3 separate regions of the Zea mays genome follow, and all the other regions are linked to region 2. A link is a contact called in public Hi-C data. All regions are on one chromosome and are shown on one strand. The core of a region is the stretch at or near the end of the contact, and the rest is flanking DNA. Distances in the headings are between cores, read along the strand shown. Region 1 holds the start of LOC100274554. Region 2 holds the start of LOC103643414 (ABC transporter G family member 11). Region 3 holds the start of LOC103643415 (WAT1-related protein, chloroplastic-like).

Region 1 (3,728 bases), core at 759-3,258, 190 kb after region 2:
AACGACAAGCTGTAGCAACTAGTAGTAGATAATTTTCGGACTGACGGACGGACGACGACATCAGTCAGTCGCGCTGCCGCCGATGGCCGGGTCCCCAATGCACATGAACAATTAATTAAAAAATAGAGACACGCAGGCATCTTTCTTTCGTCTTTTTTCTGCTGCTTGTAATAACTAAACAAAAAATAAGGCGCGGAGGCGCCTACACGGTGCGGTGGAATAGGTGATGGCGATGCAGCTTTGCACACGCAGGCAGCGCCATGCGTGGTTGTAAGTAATTTAACCCAGACAAGGTACGGGAAAAAGAAGGAAAAAAAAGGTCGCATTAGCTGTCCATCTCTTAGAGTTAGAGGAGGAGGACGACGGCGGGTGAGAGCGGACAGGGACAGAGGCGGGACAGGATCCTCTCGCGCGGGCGGGAGCGCGTCGCCGAATTTGCTGATACGCTAACATGCCTGCCATGCCAGTGCCACCCCGAACTCGACCGACCGACGAGACGTGCGTGCCGAAGTCGATACCCAAAAGCCAAAAGCGGGAAAAAAAGAGTTTTTTTCTTCTTCCTCCCTTCGCCCGCATTTCGCTCGCAAAAAAGACTAGTACCACTACTACTACCGGTACCAGCAAACGCAAGCAAACGTGGCTCGCTCGGAGTTGCGGATGGAGACGCGGAGTGGGTGGGGCAGGCAGGCAGGCGTGCGTACCTGTCTGCTTGATGAGGTTCTCGTTGATCCCGCAGCCGAAGTGGTTCCAGCTATTCCACCTGCACACCACAACGGAGACCCAAAAGGTCAATGTTTGCTTTTCTTTCGGAAAATGAGGGGGGCAAAAAAAAAGGTTTCACTCTCAAAATTAAAGGGACGGATGTCCCAGTTGCCGTCAAGGACTAGAGAAAAGACACATAAAGGACCACCACACCCACACCTCGACCGCGTCCTCCTAGCTATAGAGAGCTAGGTTATCTGACCAGTGTACATTACAGTAGTAGCATGCAAAGTAATCGTGCCGCTCACGCATGCCAGAGCCAAAACGAATGATGAATCTATCGCCCCAAACGCCACGGAGCAAGAAGGGGGCGCGCGCGAGTTGAGCCATGCCGGAAGGCAAGGAACAAAAGTAGTGGCTTTATTAAACGCTGGGTCAGGACTCAGGAAGGCAACGGAGAATGAAAGCCAACAAACACGAAGCAGCAAAAGTCTGCCGACGCTGAGCGCGGCGAACGGGACGCCGACTGACCCTGACGGCGGCCCTGACCCCGTCTCGCTTCCGACGCAAGCCAAGGACATGTCCGTTCCCTCCCTGACTCCCTCCCTCACCACGCGCCCAAAAGAGTTCATCTCGTCTCGGTTCCCCTCGGTGCCTCCGCCCGAGCACCGTCCAGCGTCTACGTTCCCTTTTTTTTCTTCTTCCCTGGATCTATTTATTTATTCGTTTGTTTGATTACAAACTCGTTTGGTGCTGCTCGACTGTTTGTTGGTGGTGCCATTTGTGGGCGCGTGCAGAGATCAACTGGGCGGGCAGGGCACCACAGCCCACGCCACGACGATGGCGCGGCAACAAACAAACAAACAAAAAAAACGCAACCGGGAACGAAGAGGAGGTGCAGCTACGGCGGTAATGGCGCCGCGCGCGGCCGGCGGAGGAAGGTATAGCAGCAGCGCTGCGCTGCAAGCGATGGCGGGCTGGCGGCGAGTGTGTACGTACCCCATCTGCGGCGTCCGGCCGAGGCCGTTCTCGAACGCGCGGCGCCGGGAGCGCCGGCCGCCCCGCCTCGCCGCGGCCCCGCGCAGCTCCTCCCCCGTCCAGTTGCCGACGGCGGCGGGCACCCTGGCCGCCTCCGACGACGCGACCACGGCCGCGGCGGCCACGACGAGGAGCACCATGGCGAGGGACGGCGTCCACGAGCTCGGGGCGCGCGCCATGGCCGGCACCGGCAGCTGCAGAGTGCAGAGAGAACGGAGGGGGGACTGGGACCGCTGGGTTGGGGTTGGGGTTGGGGCGCGTTGTCAGACACTGGGCACGCGCTTTACTAGACAGGCCGCCGCCTTATATATAGCCGCTGCCACGGTCGCGCGGCAGGTCCCACCGTGTCAGTAAATTTTGCTACGTTTTTTTAAATCTCAAAATACTGTTCTGATAAATACAGACTCGTCAGTGTTTACTTGTGTCGCGGGGCTCCCCGCTTTATCCGAACCAGCTGGCGCTCGTGCGTGAGCGACTTCTCGCCACAACTAGTATATTCGTAGCGGGGCCCAGGCCCAGGCCCAGCAGTCGGTAGAAGGTGTGCCGTGCATCAAGGGTGATGGCATCGCACATGCCACATGGAAAACCCATTCATTGCTCTCGTATCCTACTGGAGTTTGCGTGGCATGCTACAGCTCATGCACAGTCGTCCCGCATGAATTTGGATATGATGTGATGTCACGTGATTGGATGCCGTGATGTTTGTCGGAGCCCCGTCTTACCGTAACTGCAGAATCTACTCTCCATCGGTCCATTTTTTTATCTCGCTGTCAAAACGTGTTTAGCTTAAACCTATAGAAATATTTGCATGGTCTTGAAGTAGTTACTGGCTATCTAATCTAATAATATTAATAGCTTGTATATATTTCATCAATATTACACGTAGTTGACTCGTATAAAGAAGATCGGGGACTATTTTACGATAAAGAAAGTATTTGTGATAAATTTATTATAGAGATATATTCAATGGTCTATCTAATGATATCAATTGCATATCATATATATTGATATTTTTATATTTGATCGAACTCGAGTATATTTGCCCATCTGTACTTTTATTCTCGTTTTTCCCCCCGACATGCCTTCCACCTTTTATCTTTCGCACCGCAAGAGGACAAAGTGGTCAAAAAAGTAATCGCTAGTACAGACTAATTTATTAGGCCGCTTGGATTTTTAAATTTTTGTCCATTTCGACCAACACGCACGGCGTCAGAACGGTGCAGCGCCCTCCGCAGGAATCGTCAGAGTAAAAGTTAACGAAAAGATGCGATCCCATCTCAGCCGCGGTCGGCCTCGGGGCGCGAACGACTATTGCCTGCCTCGGGGCGTTTCATCACTGCGCGCCGCAACCGCAGCACAGGGAGGGAGGAGGCAGCGGCGCGGAGCGTCAAGCTCTAGGACATTGGTCGGCCGGAGAGTCGTGTTCCAACTTGGGGACGTTTGGTTTCTTTAGTACATGGATTAAAGTTTAGTTAGGAAATTAAAATTTAGTTCTTACCATATTTGTTTCTATAAACTAAAACTATCCAAAATACATTAAATAAATCATAAGATAACCAAAATACTCCTTAGTATTCTTCTATTATTAGTGCAAAATAAAGAAGATATAAATTGTGGAATTTATATGGTTTTAGTCTCTTTCAGTCATCCCTTGAGGAACTAGAGACTAAAACAGTTTAGTCCATGTTTTAGTCCCACCGTTTGGCAATTTAGAAATTAAATGACACTAAAATTAAAGGACTAATCTTTAGTCTCTCAAACCAAACACCAAACGAGGCCTTATTAGACACAGCCCTTTGCTTCTCATCCTCGTCCAATCCACTATGTTTACTAATTACGTCAATACATTTGATTGCACATGATATGTCATCGACTACATAGTCGTTTGGTTCATAAAATGTAACGTAAATAGTAACAATGATGATTCACACTTAATTAACGTAAAATGTCTACATAGTCGTTTGATGATTTACATTATGATTCATAAA
Region 2 (3,569 bases), core at 333-2,832:
CGCAGTCCTGGAGCCCCATCTCGGCGATGGTGCCCTCCACCAGGGCCTGCTTCTCCTCCCTCGGCATGCTGTCGGGGAGCCGGAGACGCGCCGAGTACGAGATCGTCTCCCTCACCGTCAGCGTGCCGATCAGGTTGTCGTCTTGCGTCACGTAGGCCTGAATTTTTTTTGCAGATTGACAGTATTTTTCAGTAGCAAGAGGTGTGAGAGAGACGTTAGCAGATCATGATGGTTTGTTTGGTGAGCCCAGGAAAAAACAGAACCGGTACGGTGTCTCCTCACCACCCTCAGCCACAGTAGTGGGTGTGGGTGTTTAAACTCCAGTCACCAAACACACACCTGACAACAGAACGATCCATCAGGAGAACAGACGGGCGACAGCTAGCGAAGGCAGCATGTCGCCCAAATTTTGACCGGAGATGGCTACTGCTGCTGATCCAACAACCACAGATGCAAGGGCTGGCTTGATGCATGGCATCTTGTGCTGCGATCGCGAAGCCGCTGCCGAAAGGCAGCAAGGTTACAGAACCTGGCATGCATGGCATATGTGACGAGTCCTCTCCTCAGTGACCAAGATCGGCGATGCCGGAAGATCCAAGGAGAACTCAAGGTCACGTACGTACCGACGGCGAACCGGTGACACGAGGACGACGACGACGTGCGTACCGCGGCGCCGAAGGAGAGGTTGGCCTTGCGGCCGTTGAGGAGGACGGTCCCGTCGAGGAAGGCGTTGGCGGCGAGGCGTCCGGCGAGCGCGTCGAGCAGCGTGGACTTGCCGGAGCCGGACGGGCCCATGAGCGCGGTGATGGTGCCGGGCTCGGCGTGGCCCGTGAGGCCCTGCAGCACGGCCTGCGTGTCGCCGGTGCCGAGCGCCACGGTCACGGTGAGGTCCCGCCACGCCAGCCGCGCCGACACGTCCCCGAGGAGGACCCCGCCCGCCGCCGCCCTGTCGCGCCACAGCGTCTCGCTCAGCGGGCTCAGCACGGGCGCCGCCGCCGCGGCAGCAGCAGCGTTCCCCAACGAGTCCTCCAGCTCCGCCGCCACCGCGGCCGCGGCCTCCCTCCCCATCACGGCCACTGCCCCCTTCCTCATGCACGCCTCGTTAGTCTCCTCCGCTTTCTCTGTCTGTGTGTGTCTCACTCCCTCTCTCTCTTCTCGTCCTGGCAGCTTCACGCGAGAAGAGTGGCTGGCTTGTCGGGCCGGGCGTGTCCGTGCTGCAGAGTATACTCCTGTGTGCGCTTGGCCGCTTGCTCAGTTGCTGCTGCAGTGAGTGGCGAGTTTTATGAGCGGGAAGCAGTGGTGGATGCGAAGGCTGAAGGGAGTAAATGGAGCACCCAGAGCGGAAGTTATGACGGCGCAGAGGGGTTTGACCTGGGGTCAAGCGGTGGCGCAGGAAGCAGGGCGTAGCATGCGATGCGCATGCGGGTCGTGTTTGGCTTCGGCGTGCGCTGGGAGGACATGAGATTGAGATGGGTTCAAAACTGCATCTGCATGCGTCGCACGCAGCAAGATCGTGTGTAGGAGAGGATTACGTACGTACGTACGTCTGGTCTGGGTCGGCTGCATGCGATGCACGGACGGGCTGACGTGAGTGTGAGTTGCCGGTAGCCGTCCGTACGTCCTGTACGCATCATGGTGTGTCACGTACGTCCTGTATATATACTAGTACACTAATAAATAGTATTTGTATGTTGGCACATAAAGCTGGTAGATAAAGATGCAGAGAAGACGTTGGTAATCTCCAAGAGCTTACCTATATTTCCTATTTTAAACTCCATCTTATAACCAAGAGATACCCGAGAACAGTCTGATCATGGGAGACCCAGCGAGCATACTCCGAGTTTGGTTGAACGGAGGTGGTTTCACTGGTGTTGACGACGATGGTCTGAGCCGGCATTGCTTCGGCTCCGGTAAGAAGTCCCTCCATCTGCACCGCTCGGATCGGCGAGATGGCGACAGGACTTGGGCTTTCCACAACATGTAATTTGTTTTGTTGAGTTTCTCTGTAATCGGGATTTGGAAGGAAGAGGGGATGGTGGCAGTATTGGAGTCGAACGCCATGGCTAGATGAAAGAATTTCAGTGGTGGGCTCTGGTACCATGAAAGCTGGAATTGGTTTAAGCGTTTTCACCACACTTAGGTGGCCATAGGTTGCATGCATGTTAATATAGGCACCAATGGCTAGATGCAACAACACGTACAAGAAGCAATCAAATCAATCTGAGTTTATCCTTTCTATCTATAGGAGATTAATTATCCTTTCTATCTAAAGAAGATTGATTCGGTTGAAGATTACAGGAAGCTTCTAGAGAAAGAATCTCTAACAGTGTCAGTGTCGGAGGCACGATAAGGCCAACATGTCGGGTTGTCTGTCGGTCCGTCGCAATGAAATATCTTAAACATTAGAGAAAAAGATAATGCATTCAAATTTACAATGTATAACAAAAAACCCACAATGTTACATACTACATCACTAGTTCACTTGTTCATATCATAAAAAAATCACAAATCCATAACTCGAAAATTGCCATTGACAACGACAACAACCATTTCAGAACTAGACCACAAGTCAAAACTCACAAGATCACATGAAAGGCGAAAGGAAATCTCAAAATATAACTACAGCCTTAGTGCAATGTCACCTTGTTAAAAGCATTTCTAGATAAAAAATCATACTTCGTGAGAAACCTCTAGGAAGGAAAAGAGTACGACAAGTTCCTTCATGTTCAAACAATGCATAAGTATGTATTTGTCCAGTTCACTTTACTAACAAACAACATATAGGTAAACACAATAAAGGAGACCAACACCACCAATTAGCTCTTCCACTAGGCTAAGCTCCTTGGTTCTACAGTCCCTTGCCCTTCTTGACCTCATAATCCAGATACATGTGTAAAAACAGCTTCCAACTTATTGGTCTCCTTCTCCACATTATGATAAGCAGTCTCAGGTGATCCATTTCATTAGGCATCTAGTAAGGAAAAATAGAAGCACCTACAGGAACAATCCAGCAACAAACTCAGAGGGAGGGGGGCTATATATGTTAGTGTCTCGGGAAGGATATACCCCTAGAAGTAACTAAGACATATTCCGAGTATTTTAGTACAAGAGGCTATTGTGAGGCCCACTATGCTGGAACGACAACACCTAGGGTACCATGCCATAAGACTACATTCAATGGTCCCCGCCAACCTTCCCCTCCCCTTGTTGTGGCGGATACAGATCCACGCGAGCGCGTTCATTGGTCACCCCTACAACTGCTACAGTACAAGCGATGAGCACAGTACAACGCTAGAAAAAGGGTAGCGTTGTGCTGCCCCTTGCCTCGATTTCGGTGCACACATGTATTTGATAGTTGAGAAAAAATGGTAATGAATGATGAATGGGTAGGGGAAATTATATTTTATGGTGTAGTGGTGTTTTGGGGGAACCTTTATAGAGGGTGGAGATATAAGGGAAGAGAGATTGCTGGCGTGGGGGATAGTGGGATATTTGGGGAGAAATATAGAGGGAACCGTTGAACACAATCTAAGGAACTCCCTTGGCACCAGTCGGAAGAGGAGCTTGAT
Region 3 (3,488 bases), core at 283-2,782, 140 kb after region 2:
AATATACACCTGACATGGAAACAGTCGAGAAGAATATAGAACGTTTGCATAAGACAGTTGTTTTAAACACCAAATCATTTAAGGTGTGGTCCAAAATATTGCATAATAAAGAGCGTATATATGCATGAATGTTTGCCTTCAAATGTTGCAAATACGCACTTGAACATGGATAAAATAGAATTTGAACGATGCATCTTTTGTCACTATAATCAATATTCATGTCTCAGGATTTCTAACGTGTCTGATGCATATGTTAAGTTTGAACTCGCATCAACAGAAGGCAAACCTCCAGAAGCAAGAGCCCCACGACGCCCAACACGAGTCCTCCAACTCCTATCGCGCCAATCGACTCTCCAAAGAGCAGTGATGCAAGGATAGCAACCGTCAATGGCTGCGAGTCAATGATGACCTGGAATGGAGAATCGAGCTCCGTAAGTGCTACCAGTTCACCAGGCCAAGATGGCAAGGCAAATACTTGCCTTGCCTGATGAGATAAAGAACAGGGCCGGAGTTTGGATTTCGCCTTACGCTCCCGAGCCCAGCCGATGTCTTCTGCAGTCCCTCCGCGAGAAAGCCCTGCGAAAGCAAGCAAGAAAAGGCACCGCCTTTTGATTCCAAGAAGCACAGAGGCACAGCTCACGTCTTGAGCTGTCAACACTCAACATGGCCATGATTATGCACCTGGAAGCAGGCCGCGTCGATGAGTCCGAACGCAGCGATGGCGAGCCAGGCCTCCCAGCCGGAGGGCTGCTTCCTGCCGCGCGCGGCGGCGAAGGCAACTAGCAGTGCGCCCGCGGGGAGCAGGCGTATCGCGGCGACGAAGAAGGGACCCGTGCGGGGTATGACCCCCTTCATGGCCACCATAGCCGTGCCCCAGAAGAAGAAGGGCGACACCAGAGATGCCCACTCCAAGAGCTCCCTCCCCGTAGGGGAAGCCGAAACCGCCGCGTCGCCCTCGCTCTTCCCATCGTCCTTTGACGCGCCTGCGGAGAGCGCGGGAAGGAGGGGAGCGGCGTCTTCGGCGCCGGCGTCGACGAAGCACTCGACATCCGAGCCAGTTCCGACGCAATCGAGCGAGTCAGCCGGGGCAGGAGGGGAGGGCGCGGAGGGAGGAGAGGATTCGCGGCGCGCGCGCGCGGCCGCAGGGCGGCGGGCGGGGGCGAGTGCGTAGAGTCTGCGGGTGTGGATGAGATGCGAAAGGCGGGGAGGAGAAGGGAGCGGGGCGAGGAGGAGGAGGTGGGCGGACGCGGGGCGCGCGGCGGCCGCCATCGCTGCCGGAGGCGGGACAGCGCGGGTGGCCTCGAGCGCGTGTCCGGATCCGGACTCCGGACGCGGGAGGCTGGGAGCCTGTGACTATGAGGCTGTGACGGAGGAGCGGGGCGCGGCCGAGACATGGCCACGTGCGACATTCTTCTTTCGGTCCGCCGTCTGCCCGCGATCCTGCGATTCGTGAGCAACCCTGCTCGCGTGCGCCGTGACCGCCGTCCGGGTTGAGGATGAGATTGGTGGAGGCATCGAGAGCGAGGACAAGCCATTGAGGCCGAGTCCAGGACACAGTTAAACCTCAGTGGAGATCTGCAGCCAGCCCTGGATTGACGACACGTACACTTGCACAAATCTTAAAGCACGTTGCCCGGTCTAGTCGTACGGCTCATGTTCGGGTCGGCTCGTTGTTGCGGCTACTCGGTTTGGCTCCATATATGGTTGAAATGTTGGCAGATTTATATCATTACTAGCTGAGTGACCGATTGTTGCAACGGAAATATATAATACTAGTATATTACGATAACTTATATATAAAATATATGTTATATTGTTATGAGAGAATGTTTCATAATCAATTTGTAATCCTAACCATACATAAATTTTGTTATTTTAATCTAATTGTTTCACCACTACATTGCAACCATCAGTATCATGCAGACTTCGATATATACCACGATTTGTATGGTCTCATCATTGGAGAGCACATTCCATACATGTCGGAAAAAATTTCCTCATACATCGTTAGTCATCAGATACGCACCACCATACTCTCGCTTAAAAAAAGGTAAGTGTGTGTTTGCGAAGAGAATTAAAGGCAGGCTGGCACAAAAGCTACTGAAAGGGAAATGTGCCCTTGGGCCATTTTTAAGTATTTTGGTGATTAAGTGTCCAACACAAGTGCTTAAGTGTTAAATTATGCCAAGGAATCAAGAAGTACAAATCAAGATTAAAGGTATGTTTCTAGACTTAGTACATTGTTTTGAAGACTAATGTATTGTGTCTAATTGCTAGAAACAGGAGAAACAATTATGAAGAAGTTGGCTGTGTACAGCCAAAAGGCTGCTCGGTCTGGGTGCACCGGACTGTCCGGTGGTGCACCGGACAGTGTCCGGTGCGTCAGGCTGGCTCTGGTGAAAAGGCCGCTCTCGGGAAATCGTCGGCGGCGTACGGCTAAAATTCACCGGACTGTCCGGTGAGCCAACGGTTGGGCGCGCCAACGGTCGGCCGCGCAATCCGCGCGTGACGCGTGGCCGAGCCAACGGTCTGAAGGGGGCACCGGACTGTCCGGTGTGCACCGGACAGTGTCCGGTGCGCCAACGGCTCCAAATAGCCAACGGTCGGCTGCGCCAAAACAGGAAAGAAATCTGCACCGGACAATGTCCGGTGCGCCAGGCGACAGAAGGCAAAAATTGCCTTCCTGGAATGCTCTCAACGGCTCCTAGCTGCCTTGAGGCTATAAAGGGGATCCCTAGGCGCATGGAGGAGTACACCAAGCATTCTCTAAGCATTCCTAAGCACCAAGGCTCCAATTCCGCGCATTCGATTCTTTGTGATAGCAACTAGAGCTCCATTTGAGTAGAGAACTCTTTGGGTTGTGTTGTGAGCTCGAGTTGTAACTTGTGTGCGTGTTTGTGCTCTGATTTTGTGTCTTGTGTGCGTTGCTTATCCCAGCCTTACTTCTGTGCTTCTTTGTGAACATAAAATTGTAAGGGCGAGAGGCTCCAAGTTGTGGAGATTCCTCGCAAGCGGGATATAGTAAAACAAAGCAAAACATCGTGGTATTCAAGTGGGTCTTTGGACCGCTTGAGAGGGGTTGATTGCAACCCTCGTTCGTTGGGACGCCACAACGTGGAGTAGGCAAGTGTTGGACTTGGCCGAACCACGGGATAAACCACTATACCTATCTGTGTTGATCTTCTTGTGGTTATCGTGTCTTGCAAGAACTCCTCTCTAGCCACTTGGCTTTATTGTGCTAACTCCTAATCAAGTTTTGTGGCATTAAGTTTGAAGTTTCTACAGGATCACCTATTCACCCCCCTCTAGGTGCTCTCAATTGGTATCAGAGCCGTTCTCTTCACGAAGGGACTAATCGCCTGAAGAGATGGATCGTAAGGGAAAGGGGATGGTGGTCAACGATAAGGAGAAGGAGACCATTTTCAATGAGCCGAGGGACGACAAAGCTACTGACTCTGGCTCGAGTCAAAAGAAGAAGGAAGGGAAGA

Evidence for each region. Hi-C and Micro-C count contacts between places; a contact is called where the count stands out from the background.
Region 1: a contact with region 2 is called in a Hi-C map of leaf, with 2.8 times the contacts expected there. The contact joins the promoter of LOC100274554 here to the promoter of LOC103643414 in region 2. A contact is called at or near these places in 7 of 25 Hi-C or Micro-C datasets (bundle sheath, ear, leaf and 3 more).
Region 3: a contact with region 2 is called in a Hi-C map of leaf, with 9 times the contacts expected there. The contact joins the promoter of LOC103643415 here to the promoter of LOC103643414 in region 2. A contact is called at or near these places in 6 of 25 Hi-C or Micro-C datasets (ear, endosperm, leaf and 1 more).

Annotation. Positions count from the first base shown.
Region 1 is chr1:233,758,690-233,762,417 of Zm-B73-REFERENCE-NAM-5.0, forward strand. It overlaps LOC100274554, which reads right to left and starts at 2,009. Exons shown (of 15, transcript NM_001148909.1): 1 at 1,702-2,009; 2 at 702-760. The coding sequence starts at 1,919.
Region 2 is chr1:233,569,087-233,572,655 of Zm-B73-REFERENCE-NAM-5.0, forward strand. LOC103643414 (ABC transporter G family member 11) reads right to left here and starts at 1,583. Exons shown (of 5, transcript XM_020546746.3): 1 at 667-1,583; 2 at 1-157. The coding sequence starts at 1,092.
Region 3 is chr1:233,710,864-233,714,351 of Zm-B73-REFERENCE-NAM-5.0, forward strand. It overlaps LOC103643415 (WAT1-related protein, chloroplastic-like), which reads right to left and starts at 1,533. Exons shown (of 7, transcript XM_008666593.3): 1 at 682-1,533; 2 at 529-576; 3 at 287-409. The coding sequence starts at 1,269.